Linked DNA regions of Pan troglodytes: region 1 is linked to region 2. A link is a contact called in public Hi-C data. All regions are on one chromosome and are shown on one strand. The core of a region is the stretch at or near the end of the contact, and the rest is flanking DNA. Distances in the headings are between cores, read along the strand shown.

Region 1 (7,079 bases), core at 4,234-6,733, 630 kb before region 2:
GCTCATCTGCCAGGAAGCCTGGTGTCATCCCTGAACCAGCCATGCCTCTGATCTTCACACCCCATACCTCACTTCCTCTTGATTTATCCTCAGCCCAAATCTGACAGTCTGTGCCAGCTGAGCAGGAAAGAGGAAAGCAGAGAGGTGCTTGTGAGTGCTCAGGAAGAGAGATGTGATTACCCCTGGGTGTCAGCCCGAGGCCAAGCTACAAAGCCTGCCTTCCCAATCTCTCACCACACCCTTGACTTAGGACTGTATGAAGAAAAACTAGAAATGTAACACAGGGAACAAAAATGGTTCCAGAAAAATTGCGTGTATGTGGGATTGATGAACACTTTTTGTGGGTTTCAGAGCTAATTCTCCCCTTTGTTGTGATTTGGAATGCTGCAGGTGGTTAACTGGGTTGAAAAACAATTAGCATGTTTTACTATAATATACATTTTCTATTAAAGAGTTTTTAAGTGCTAATATAAATATTAACTAATAAGCAATTGGAGAAAAAAATTTATATGGAAAAATCTCAGTTCAAGCCCAGCTCTGAAAATTACCAATTGCATCCCTGATTCCTATCTGTAAAATGAAGATAATAATCATTCATTTATTAAATCATTATTTTGTACCTTTAAAAGAAACCACCAAACAAACAAAAACCAAGCCCTGTTCTGTAAGCTGGGGCTATAGTGATGAACAAAGCAGGCAAGGCCTCTGCTCCTGTGGAATTTATATTCTGGTCAGGGGAGACAGACAATAAATATGTACAATGTCAGATGGTGATAATGACAAGTATTTGTCATTTTCGAAAAGATGGTAATACATCTCTGATGAATTGATATTTGAGCAGAGATTAAAGGAAGTGAGGAAATGACCTATGTGGACATTTGGCAAAAGAGCTTTCCAGGCAGAGAGAGCATCAAGTACAAAGGCCTTGAGGTGAGAGCCTTGGGTGTGTGAAGAATAGCAGAGAGGCTGGGGAAGCCTGAGAGAAGTGAGGATAGGGAGAGCGCTAGCAGATAATGTCAGACAGGCCTTGTGGGGCGCTAAGGCTTTTTCTCTAGAGAGCTGGGGAGCCATAGAAGGTTTTTGAGCAGAGGAGTGATAGGATCTGAATTAGGACAGCTTCCGTGTGGAGAACAGACTGTAGGTACAAAGGTTAGAAATGGCAGAGCAAACATCCAGGGGAGAGAAGAGAGTGGTTTGAACTAGGACACAAGTGGAAGAGGTGGGGAGAAATGGTAAGATTCTGAAAATATTTCAAAGATAGAGATGACAGGATTTATGGATGGTCTGAATGGGGGGTATGAAATGACTTCAAGCTTTTGACCTTGAGGAACTGGAAGAATGGAGTTTTTACTTACTAGGATGGGGAAGACTGAGGGAGGAGCTGGCTTGGAAAAACAAATCAGAAGTTAAGTGTTGGGTATGTTAAGATAGAGATGTCTCTTAGATGGGCATGCAGAGGAGGGGCAGGCAGTTGGTTCTATACATCCAGATTTTAAGAGAGAGCGAGAGGGGTCGGAGCTGCAGATACAAACTTGGGCATCATCTGCACAGAGAGGTTTACAGCCAGTGACTGGACAAGCTTATCTAGGTCTTCCGTGTAGCTGTCTCCCTCACATGGCTGTGAAGGTCAAAGGGGATAGTATATGGCAAATAGTTTTGTAAACTGTAAAGTGCTATACACAAGGAAAGGAACAAGTGTGCAAATACGGTAAAGAGCATAATGTAGAGCAGGATTTAAAGAAGTATCTTCAGGTAGAGACAGAATCATAGAATACATGTGCAAGGAGAAGCTTACAAACCAGTGGATCAACCCCTTTCATTTTATCCAGGAGGAGCTGAGGTTGGAGAGATTAAGAGGCTTGTCCAAGGACACTCAGCTCATCAGTGGCCCAGCTCATCCTAGGACTGGGGAGCCCTAACTGCTGGTGCGGTGCTCTTTCCACCACGTGAAACACCTGCTCACATTTACTGCTTCAGCTCTGTCTGAATCTGTTAACCAGGGGCAAGTAATTCTTCAAACAGAAATCTAATTATATAGCCTTGTGCTTTTATACCTGCTACTTCCTCTGCCTGGAATACTCTGCCTCCTCCTGCTTCTCTGTCTGGCAAATTCCTGCCTTATCTTCCTTTCTCAGCTAGAATGGCCATTTCCAATGAAGTCTTCTTTGTCCTGTTTGGTAGAGCTGGTAACTGGCTCTCCATGTGCCCGCAGAGCTCCCATCCTGTGGCAGCCCTTGCATTTGCTATGATTACGTCTGCCTCCCCTGCCTGCCTGTGAAGCTCTTCCTATGACCTCTCTGCCTAGCATAGTGAGTGACACTTAAATGGGAAGGAAGGAAGGAAGGAAGGAAAATCTCTTCTTTCACATTAGTTCAGGACAATGGCAAAGCAGTCATTCAGTGACACTTCAGTTCCTCTGACCTGAGCAAGCTTTTGGTTCACAAATTGACAATGACTTCTGGGGTGGGAATTTTCTTTTTTCTTTGCCATCCCCAGGCACAATGAGCAGGCAATTCTGGGAGCAGAAAACAATTTGGACATTATACGTGCTGTCTTTTTATTTTCAATTCTCTGTCTCCTATTAGTATATGACTGGCTGTTTGCCTTTTGCTGCAAGACAAGGTTTGTGTTTGTGCCTGGGCTATGCACAAGCATGTGTACACACACACACACACACAGAGGGGAGAGAGAGAGAGAAAGAGAGAGAGAGAGAGAGAGAGATGGCCTCTTGGGAGAGCCTGCACTCATTTTTTAGCTTTATCTCCCAGAAAATGCCCTCGGGGGGAGGAAGAAGACAGTGTTGTGCTCCTAGCTTTTCCACCCTTTCCTGCTCTTGAGCATGAGAATTTGGATCTATTTCTTAAACTCTTTCAACCTTAGTTCAAGATAAGTTTGGAATTTCTAGGTCAAGAGTGAATCCTAAAAACTCCATCACCCCCTATATTCACCGCTCTTTAGCTTGTTTGCTTGAGATAACACTGTGTTAATTACTATATTTCCATTCTGCTTAATTAACGTTTTGGTAGAAGAAGAATTGCTCCTAAAAGAAGCAATTATCTTATAGGTTATTGCAAAGGTCTAAGGAAGGTGGCAGAAGCTGGTTGTGATACTGTGGTGATGGAATCAATGCTCCAGGTTTTGTTCCAAGTAAATGATTCAGAGATTCTAACCAGGCTGGGTTCGCCAAAGAGCAGGTGGTAAGCCAGGCCAGTAAAGAAACTGTCTCTTCCGGAGGGTTGGGCTTCTGAAGCTCTCTTGTATTGAGAGCTCTTGAGTAATCACTGTTAATCAATACAATGCTTTAGGATGCAATTAGGATTAATTAGCCCAATGTTGCTAGCTGCCCTGCTACTTGGTCTGTTTCTTTGGGTGCCTCCTTGTCCTGGCTCCTGCTTCCCCTGAAAAGGAAAATTTCCCTCTTTGTGTCCCCAGCCTGGAGTCTCCTCTCTTCCCTTCCTGTGCCAAGCCCCCAAACCCCCTCTCCACTTTATAACATGGAGAGGGAGAGCCAGGAAAGGCCTTGACATGATAGTGGGAAGAAAAGAATGAACACAATCAAAACATGGTAGCAAACAAGAGGGCAGGTGAGAGAATGTGTGAAGGGTGGAGAATATTTTGGTTATCTTTCAAGGGAGAGCTGTGGCTGACAGAGCCACTCAGAAGGCATTTTGTCTATTCTCCCAACCAGACAAATTGGAAGCTCTCCTGTTCATTCCCTGGTCCTGCAGTATGGAATAGCTTCGTGGTTTTTTGTGTTAATTAAAAGGTATCTCTATATTGCACATACTTCTATTTTTTGTGATGACAAAAACATTCCCCATGGCTCTGCAGGGAATGGGGGTTGGCGGGGGGCACGCTCATAGCAGTGGAAAGGTTCCACGGTGGAGATCAGGAGACCTATCCCTATCTCAGCCTGGGACTCTGGGAGAATGGTCCAGAGCTCATTGTCCTTGTCGATAAAATGATAGATTTGGACTCAATATCCCGTGCTGCCTCTTCCAACTTGATTTTTACCCCAATATTAAATGAATGGGCTACCAGACTGGTATGCCCACACATGCCCGTTTCCTTTCTTTTCTTCTCTGCATCTCTGCCTTTGTGTCCAGAACGTGTTTTCCCTTTGCAAGTTTCTCTCCATTCTGCACATTATGAGTTTCAGCATTTCCGTTGCCCTAGAAAGTCTATCTTTGAGATCTTGCACTGTTTCTCTTTTTACAGTGTCTCATAAACTCCCTTCTTGGATTCAGAACCACCCTTTCTTTCCCATTATCCTGTCAAACTGCTTCTTGCCATGGTCCAGGGGTAGGAGGATGGCAGGGAGGAGGTGCTTCTCTGGGGCTCTTAGTGTCTCAATTCTTCTGCTTTATCTGGGTTTTCCTTTACCCAGAATTTTATTATGTAAAATGCTTCACTCAGACTTTGTTCTAATTATCCAATTTTTGGCATACTCTAGAAAGTCTTTTGATATTTTCCTTCCTCCAACTTATCTATTTTTATTTCATAGTTCTCTTTGGTTATCTCTTAGAATCACACTTTCCTGGTTTTAATTTTTCAAATCCTTTGTCTTTCTCACTCGTTCTTAGGTCACCTTTTTTTACATTTTCAAATATATTTTTTGTTCAGCAGAGGGCTCCCTTCCCATCCCTCTTGCAGCCCGGGCAGCTAGGATTTGAAGCTTGCCCCTTGCATCTTTCTCTCCCGCCTTCTAGCCATCAGAAACACTAGATCACTTAAACTTGTAAACAATTCGGCCTCGCTCCTTGTGATTGCGCTAAACCTTCCGTCTTCAGCTGAGAACGCTCCACCACCTCCCCGGATCACTCATCTCTTGGCTGCTCTCCCACTGTTCCTGATGTTATTTTACTCCCCGTATCCCCTACTCGTTCTTCACAATTCTGTAGGGTGCGTATTACTAACCCCAGTTTACAGCTGAGGAAACTGAGGCTTGGAGAGGTTCGCTCGGTATCGCACAGTTTGCAAGGTTAACCCTAATCCGGCCAGTTCTGGCTTTCCAGCCCAGCCCAGCAGCCTAGCCTCCCTCTCTGCCGCTGCAGGTTATAACGGCTCTCCCCCGTTTTACACGAGGTCCCTTCCCCTTCAAATCCACAGGCAGGAAGATCGTTCCGAACTGACGGGGCTGGGGAATGTGGGAGTCCGGAGTGGGGTTTGGGGGAGCTTCCTCAGGCCCGGAGTGTTGGGGTGGGCAGGCCGCGCCGATGGCCCTCGGGGATGTCACATTCGAGATGGGGTGACCGAGAACGGCAAGGCGGGATGTGGCAAACGGCGGCAAGTGCTCGGAGTCCTAGGTCTTGTCGCCGGAATGCCGGCCGGGGAAGGGGCTTCGGCCCACCGGGCTGGTCACCACACTCGGCAGGCCCGGGGCGGGAGTCGGCCGAGCAGCCGCGGGATGCAGGGCGCCCCCTCGCGCTCCTCCGCGCGCCTCGAGGCTGGCGGGTGCAGCGCCCGCCGCGGCAGGTCTGCTCCAGCCCCCTCCTCTTTTTCGCTCCCGCTCCCCTCATTCTCTCCCTTTGCTTGCAACTCCTCCCCCACCGCCCCCTCCCTCCTTCTGCTCCCGCGGTCTCCTCCTCCCTGCTCTCTCCGAGCGCCGGGTCGGGAGCTAGTTGGAGCGCGGGGGTTGGTGCCAGAGCCCAGCTCCGCCGAGCCGGGCGGGTCGGCAGCGCGTCCAGCGGCTGCTGGGAGCCCGAGCGCAGCGGGCGCGGGCCCGGGTCGGGACTGCACCGGAGCGCTGAGAGCTGGAGGCCGTTCCTGCGCGGCCGCCCCATTCCCAGACAGGCCGCCAGCCCATCTGGTTCGCTCCCGCCGCTCCGCGCCGCCCGGGAGTCGGGAGCCGCGGGGAACCGGGCACTTGCACCCGCCGCTGGGAGGTGAGTCCCGGGAGCTCCGGGCGCTTCCCCTGCGCGGGTTGGGGCTGCAACTTGCAAACTTCAGCAACTCGGGTGGGTATCGGGGTAGAGAGGTAGGGGTTCGGGCTCTGGCAAGTTGAAGCCAGGTAGGTGAGGCTGCGGGCGGGAGGACAGGGGGTCCCCTGGCTTCCGCGCCTCCCGCTGCCACCTCGGCTTGAGAGCCCTCAGCGCTGCTGCGTTCCCGCCGCCAGCCAGCTCTGGGTCCGGGTTGCACTGGGCCCTGCCAGGGCTGTGGTCGGCGCATGTGGGCTGCAGCGGCGATGGGGACCCGGGACCCAGGCCTGGAGAAGGAGACGGACGAGTGAGGCTGAGGGACGGAGGGACAGAGGTGCGGAGATGGAGGCTCAGAGAGGGCCGGCTAGTAAACAGCACTGAGGGAGAGTGCGGGCGGCGAGGCGCGTGGGAACGCGTGGCCCGCCCAGAGTGTGAAATCTCCCGCTCAGGGACGTCCCCGCTCCACCGCCGCCGCCTGCGGAGCCGCCGCCCGGATTCTTCCCAGACCCCCCTCCAGGACGCTCTTGCCCTGACCAGGCCTGCGGAGCGTGAACTCTGCCCACCAGGCTCCAGGGGCAGTGGCTCAGGGCCCCGCACTCCCGGCTGGGAGGGTGGAGAGGGGTGCGGCAGCTGGAAGCGGGGACGCGAGCGGCGATTTCCCGATTTATGTTTCTCATGGTAATTTGTCTTTGTGGTTGGGGCTGCCCATTCACTTTCCGCTCACGTCCTGCGGGAGATCCAGCGAGGAGGGAGGGAGCGGGGGGCGCTCGGGCACAGAGAGGGATGCAGACGGGAGAGGGGATGGGGACCCGCGCGGGGCGGGAGCCAAGAGGGAAGTGGTCGCCGGACCGGCGGAGGAAGAAGGCGAGGCTCGAGAAAACCCGGCCCAACGGAGCCGACTCCTTTGCCCACCGCAAACTTTAAACAAGGAGGAGGACCACCTGCAGCGCCGTTCTGGCCCCCTCCTCCCCGCCCCCGCCCCCCACCTCGAGCCCAGTCTTTGGGTAGTTCCGACTGCCCGCCGCGCCAGGCGGGAGTGGGCCGCGAGTCTGGATGGGGAGAGAGGAGCGCTGGATTCTGCTCGCACCCCTGCGATCCTGCCCAGGCTTTCTGCAGAGGGGCGGGGTGAGAGCAGCAGGAGCCGGGAAGGCTGGCTACCCT
Region 2 (7,061 bases), core at 1,137-3,636:
CTCAAACTCCTGGTCTCAAGCAATCCTCCAGTATCAGCCTCCCAAAGTGCTGGGATAGCAGGTGTGAGCCACCACACAGCCTACATTTCTATTTGATCTTTCATTCCTTTGGCTAAGGCTGCTTATTAAAGCAGTCTTCTTTCTTGAAAAGCCATTTGCACATGAAGGGTGTACTTTCATTTCAGAACTAAATCTGCATTTCATGACTCTTCCATTTCAGATTAATGAGATCCAATTAGTCATGACAAATTCACACACGCACAGCCCCTGAATGAACAGCTTGAACAACAGCAAAAAGCACAAAAATTCCAGAATTAAAGGGTACCCTCTCCTGGCTCTAACATTTTTTGGCAAAGAGATCCTGGACAAGTCATCTCTGACCTATGTTTCTTCATTTATAAAGTGTGGGAGGAATAAGACTTACCTGAGAGGGCTGCTATGGGAAATCCATCCAACAAAATAATGTATATGAAAGTATTTAGCTATGAAGTGGGTGAAAGGCAGTAGGTTGTTGCGGAGTTGCTCACAAAGCATCAGACATTTGTGGAAGATCATATGGAGAGAGCTGCTCATATAACATCCTTAGTGTGCTATTAAAAATTTTATATCTGAAGTAAAATAAATTGTTCTTAAATCACTCAAGGAATTCTGCTTTGGTTAAGTGGTCAATAGTGAAGTTTTTACACATCAGAAGTTTGCAGAGATGCAAAAATAAATTTATGCAAGATGCATAAATATATTCTCAAAGCAAGAAGATGAACTACTTACAATATACTCAGTATTAGTTCAAAGATGTCAAAGTAGTTCCAAGATGTCAAAGTTCTTTTCATGCAGTCCATTTTAACTTTTTTACAGAGCAATGATCCTTTCACTTGCCTTGTTGAAAAGCTTCATAATGTTAATAGGATGTACAGAAGATATTTTAGGTGAATTAGTTCAACAAAACTGACAAAATCAATGAAATCATAGTATTGAGGATTTTAGTGGAAGAAGTGTTTGCTTTTAAAGGAAGTAAATATAATAATACTCTCTAGTTTGAGACATGTTTTCCAGTCCATTCTCCACCGGAACACCAGATAAGCTGTGTAAAGGATAATCTTGAGGTGGGGAAGGTTACGTATCAAACTTGTGAAACTATGCAACATTCACTCTTTTTTTTTGCATTACTTCATTTACATTTACAATATATATTTATATTATTTGAATAGCCAAGTTTGGGGCTATTTTTCCTTTAAAAATTTAATTAACAACTTTTTAATAATGTAGTGTGTGCCACTGAACAAAAGATCTCTGGTACCCAGAAAAGAGTCAAAATGCAAGCCCTCTGATTTCTCAACCCCTACTATGCCAAGGCTCTGCTGGTTCTCCCCAAAAAAAAAAGAATTAAGCTTTCATTACCTAAGTCCAAAATAGTCATCACACAAATGTCTACCACCAAAACAAACTGCAGATCCTTCAATTACACACTTCCTCCAAGAAATTCGAATCAATTAATTGTATAAGTGTTTAAAAGTAATGTATCCTCCATTTTAAGAAAACAATTATTATTAATCTCTAAGACCTAAATCCTTGGCCTAATCAGACATTTAATGAGTGGGGAAACTTCAGACTGGAGGTTTTCTGGGATAAACTCCAGAGAGGAAGGAGCAGGGGGAAGAGGGAAGACTCAAGGAGAGCAATAGATAAGGGAGGTTAGGGTGGAAAGCTGAATGCATGGGTAAAGGGGAGGTCTAGGGATAGTAGGTGCTTTACAGACTGAGCTCAGGGGAGGCTGAGGACGGGGGTGGGGAGAAGGGTAGGCGCGTGGGCAGTTAAGTTGGTGGGAGCTGGGTGGATGGAGATGAGGGTAATTCACGGGCAGTCTCCAATGCCTATCAGCAGCTGCTCACCTAGTTCCCTCCCGCATGGCTACTAAGTAGGTAGGATTCCGAGGAACCGAGAAAGTGCGTCATGGAATGGAGCCACTCCGGGGCCCAGGAAGGCTTCAGGATTCCCCCACCCGCAGCGGCCGGGCCAGCTCCCCTACCTCCCATATCCCGACTGGCGTCTCACCTGCTGCCAGGCGCAGACCGCTGAGGCTCCCCATGGCCACTTGCTACTCCGCCGACCAGCGCAGAACTTCGCCGGGGACGGTGGCGCTGGTGAGCTCAATGTCACCCAGCGTTGGAGTGGGAAGGACGCAGGCGGCGCCGGGGGGCGGGGCGTGCGCGACGCGGTGTACAGGCCTGCGCCAGTGCGGGGCGTGCAGGACGTGCGCCACGCGCTGGAGACCCGCGGCGCCAGCCTAGTGCCCCTGGCGCCGCATCCTGAGCCAGCCTCGGAGATGGTCCTGTGGAGTGTGGCGCCGTGGGCCCTTGCCCTAGCGGATATGTACCCATGGGAGTACCTGTGTGAAATAGAAAGGAAATGTGCAACTTTCGTGATCTGTAAACTCCCGAAATACACCAGATAAACCAGTATTCCAGTATGCCGCTCTTCCAGTGTTTTCAATGAACATATGCTTTTATCAGAAAACACATAATTGGACTCTGCTCAGTGGCCCTATCTCTTGTTGGAGCATCCCTCAGGCTAATCTGAGAAATTAACATGTATGTTTTCAATTTGTTTTCTATTTACCTATTTTCTAAAAACATTTGATCATCTCCATCCTAAACACTTTACTCATACCCACCCACACTGCCAGAAATGCCGTTTTTTCTTGACGTTTCATAGTGGTCCCAAATTCTTAACAAAGACCCCTCTGCTCCAGGGTCCGGGGAGGAGGTTAGGCACTGGAGTGAGAGGTATTAGAAAGGCCTCACTTGCCTAGATTTCCTTCAACGACCTGGTAGGGGAACCACAAGGAAATTGTTTCCCTTTTGTGAAAAGATGGGATTGGAGTAAACAGTCCCTTCAAGGTCTGACAATCTGATCCATGTATCTGGCCCAGTTCCAGGAGGACATGTTAAAAGGGTTGGGACAGCAGGGTGACAGGTTCCGAGGTGGATGCGGACCACGTTGAACTCAAGCCTTGCACTCAGCTTTCCTAAGGATTCCCCTCGTACTATATTTTTTGTCAGGCGGCTCCGCGGTCACCTTTGCTCCGCGGTGATTGGCCTGCAGCGGGGTCCTCGTGTTTGTCCAATATGGCGGCGCCCAGTGGCGGTGTGAACTGTGAGGAGTTCGCCGAGTTCCAGGTGATGGGGTTTTCCTCATGTGGCAGGCATGTGCCTCCTTTTGTCCCCAGACCCTATTCCCTGCTTTGCGAGGGAGTATGAACCAGCTTTGGAAAAAGCGGGCAATTCAAAGCTCTTTTCTCGAGCCATTGGAGGTCATGGGGGGCGCGGGTTTGGCCTTAGGGAGCGAGGTTGCTCTGTAGGAGGAGGGAGGAGGGGGGTCATAGTTCTCTCCGCGGCTCTCCGGCCTTGACTGGGAAGCTCTGGGTAATCTGCTGTGGTAAAGCTCGGGATGCGTGGATAAGGATTGTAACAATCTTGTAGCAGTTCCCTGAACTCAGTTTCCAGCTTCTGCCATTCCTCTCCTACTTTTGTAAGTAGAGTTTCTGTGGGAGAGAAGAAGGTGCAGAAGAGCTATTTAGTTGATAAAACAAATACTTGGTGCAATTTACTATTTTTGTGGGACAGGACGTATGGAAGCTTGGAGGGAGGATTAATTATAGTACCTGCTCTAGTATCATTGCCCATTAGAGAAGATGTAATATTTAAAGGTTTTGCCTTTTTATGTTCAAATATCAGAGACCTAGGGCTAATTATTAACACCTGAATGCAAGAATAGGGATCTGGTTTTGACCAAGTTGCCATTAAAGTTATCTGTTCCAATTCAGTCATAAATGTGCTTCTGTTTAGTTACAAAGTTGAATTCCAAAATCATGATCTTAAATATGTATTGCATTATTAACTAACCCAAGATACTGAAAAATTGACCTATCTGTAGTAAGCTTTGTACTTTGAACGGTTTGAAGGTAGTGGTATTCTTGAATACTGCCTCAGCCTCCCTGTAGCTAGGACTACAGGCACGTGTCACCACGCCCGGGTAATTTTTTAAAAGAAATTTTGTAGCGACAGTGTCTCACCAAATAATCCTCTTGCCTCGTCCTCCCAAAGTGTTGGGATTACAGGCGTGAGTCACCACGCCCGGCCTAAAGTGTTTAAAATTTTTGCAACTCTTACTTTTTCATTATAAAAATTAGATTTAGTACTTCTGTAAAATATCCTATTTCCAAATTGAAATAAAATCCAGAAAAGAATGTTTAAAATCGAGTGCCTAGAATCCCATTTTAGCATGCATTCAAGAATTTATTAGATACTGTATTAGTCCGCTAGGGCTGCCATAACAAAATACCACAGGCTAGGTGGCTTAAACAATAGAGATTTATTTTTTCACAGTTCTGGAGACTAGAAGTCCAAGATTAAGCTGCCATCAGTTTCTAGGCTATACAGTTTGATTTAAGGGGGGAAAAAGAGTGCCATCAGAATTAGTTATAGTAAGGCTTCTCTTCCTGGCTTGTAAATGGCTGCTTTCTCACCATGTCTTCTCTATGTCACTATCTCTTCTCTGTGCCTGCACCTGGAAGGAGAAGGATCTCTGCTATCTCTTCCTCCTCTTTTTATTTTTTTTTTTTTATTTTTTTTTTTAAGACAGAGTCTCGCTCTATCCCCCAGGCTGGAGTGCAGTGGCACAATCTTGGCTCACTCCAACCTCCACCTCCCGAGTTCAAGCGATTCTCCTCCTGAGTAGCTGGGATTACAGGTGCCCACCACCATGCCCGGTTAATTTTTGTATTTTTAGTAGAGATGGGGTTTCACCATGTTGACCAGGCTGGTTCCAAACTCCAGACCTCAGGTGATCCACACCCCTCTCAGCCTTCCGAAATGCTGGGATTACAGGCGTGAGCCATGGCGCCCAGCCTATCTCTTCCTCTTCTTATAGGGACATCAGTTCTATCGGATTAGGGCCCACCCTTATGACCTCTGTTTAACCTTTATTACATACCTCAAGGCCTTATCTCCAGATACAGTCATGTTGGGGATTAGGGATTCATGAATTTTGGGGACACACAATTCAACCTGTAACAGATACCTACTAGTCTCCTGGCACTTGCGGAAACCCAGTGGATGGAGTATAAAACAAGGAACGTAATCTAAGTAGGGCTATAAAATGTAGAAAATATTGGGAAAAAAAAAGAATAAAATGCTGAAAGAATTTAGAGAGTTGGGCCTTAGGCAGGCAGGGACTAGGGGTATTCTAGGCAGAGGCAATAGGATAATAGACAAAAAAGTTTTATGTATTTAAGGGAAATAGAAAATCAGTATTGCTAGAACACATTATTCATACAGGGGCACATTGGGATTACACAAGATTGCAACCAGATTTGTGGAAAGCCTTGTGTGTCAAGTGTGAGTTAGGGAGTCCTTTTTGGGCAGAGGGGTGAGATGATCAAAGAGGTGCTTTAGGAAGATTCATCACTACTGCCAGTGGCTTTGTTTAGGCCCATATCATTTTTGAAACTAGCTTTGCAACAGGCCTTCCTATCTTCTGGCACTTTTTTTCTCTACTATATTCCCCCTTCAATCTAATCTCCATAATACTGTGGCATATGCTATTATATTCTGAATTTTATAATCTAAGCTATGCTTTTGAGTTTTGGGTTCGTATGACTAGATATAAACTTCTTAACATGGCATATAAGACCTTTTAAAATCCAATCCCAAAGTGCCTCTTGTCATGTCTCTTATTATTGTCCTCATACGTGTCTCTTTCATCATACCCACCCCCCAGCACTTCAACATGCATGTTTAAATATTAGTATTTCTATTAGGAATATTCATTGACACATAAGTGATTTTTGAATCACATTGTAATTAGGTACTAAATAGGTTATTTTCTAGCATCAATGATGGTTTCTTTTATGCTTACAGGGCTGCTTTCTATTCCTGTCCTGGGGATGCTGGGTGTTAGAGGACTCTGGCAGTCGTAGACAAGTTTGTGTTTCTGGTTTGGGGGAAGCACCGTGGGAGCTTTGATGTAAAAATAGAGTTTGAGGAACCAGATCTGTCTGAAAAGAGCATCATGTAAAAGGGACTTTGATGTCAAGTACCAATGACATTACTTCTGGGTACCATCAGGCAAAGGGAGAGGAGAGGAAAGGTTAAGGGAGTTCCATATCATTCTTTGGAGTACAGTGTATTTTAGTTATATAATGGCCCCTTTCCTACTCCTCACCCCTATGTACCCTAAAAAATATGTAGAATTATAAAATAACTTTACCTGAGAATGAATCTTAGGAATAGACTATAGTATAATTGTAGGGGCAACAGAAAGTTTTCTCTACCCCTGCCCACTACTAAATATAGGCACTCCTTCAATACCTAAATTGCCTTCCAAGAGGATGAGATTTTTACCCCACCAATTAGAGAGAAGACATAAAATGCATTCCAAGAAAAACGCCTGCATAATTTCAGAGTCAGCCTACAATGAGAGGTTCATGATATATCAGATCTCTTCTTGTTTTGAGGAGGATGAAAGATAGAAGAAGCTGGGGGTATACAGAATTTATAAAGTTATCTTTGGCTGTGATTTAATGTTTAGAAGCTCATGAGGGTTCTACACAAGATGCAGCCTTCAGAGAACCATTGAACTGTGTGTATTTCTGTGTTATTTCTGTGGACAGGTGTTGCAGTTTATTGTGTATAATGTCTGTTCTGTTCAGGGGTGTCTTCTATGTATTTTCTTGGTGAATTTCTGGACAGGAGTGTATGCCATTGGGGCTAAGCCTCAGGTAGGTAGTCAGTAATTCCTTATGGATGATCCACATAATTCAATGGCAGCATTTTTGTGCCTTCATTCACCTTCGTTTGCTCACAATGTGTGAGGGCAGCCCAAACTTTTGCCTAGAACCTCTTGGAGTTGCCTTAACTAAGCTTTGGCACTTTTTTCCCTGTGAAGAAATGTGAGCCTGGTGAGACGGTTTACAGTTCTTTTCCTTCTCCCTTTTCAATTTTGAAAGAAATCACTTCCTGTCTCATTACACCACAAAAACACTGAGGGGCTACTATGTTGGA

The links. Hi-C and Micro-C count contacts between places; a contact is called where the count stands out from the background.
Region 1: a Hi-C map of stem cell-derived neural progenitor cells shows a contact between it and region 2, with 4 times the contacts expected there. The contact joins the promoter of SEMA5B here to the promoter of FAM162A in region 2. A contact is called at or near these places in 1 of 7 Hi-C or Micro-C datasets (stem cell-derived neural progenitor cells) and 1 of 1 datasets of contacts at active chromatin or transcription factors (stem cell-derived excitatory neurons).

What each region holds. Positions count from the first base shown.
Region 1 is chr2:126,289,890-126,296,968 of NHGRI_mPanTro3-v2.0_pri, reverse strand. SEMA5B (semaphorin 5B) reads left to right here and starts at 5,483. Exons shown (of 22, transcript XM_016941758.4): 1 at 5,483-5,885.
Region 2 is chr2:125,654,579-125,661,639 of NHGRI_mPanTro3-v2.0_pri, reverse strand. FAM162A (family with sequence similarity 162 member A) reads right to left here and starts at 2,386. Exons shown (of 5, transcript XM_016941747.3): 1 at 2,053-2,386. The coding sequence starts at 2,086. MIX23 (mitochondrial matrix import factor 23) reads left to right here and starts at 3,083. Exons shown (of 6, transcript XR_010155324.1): 1 at 3,083-3,176.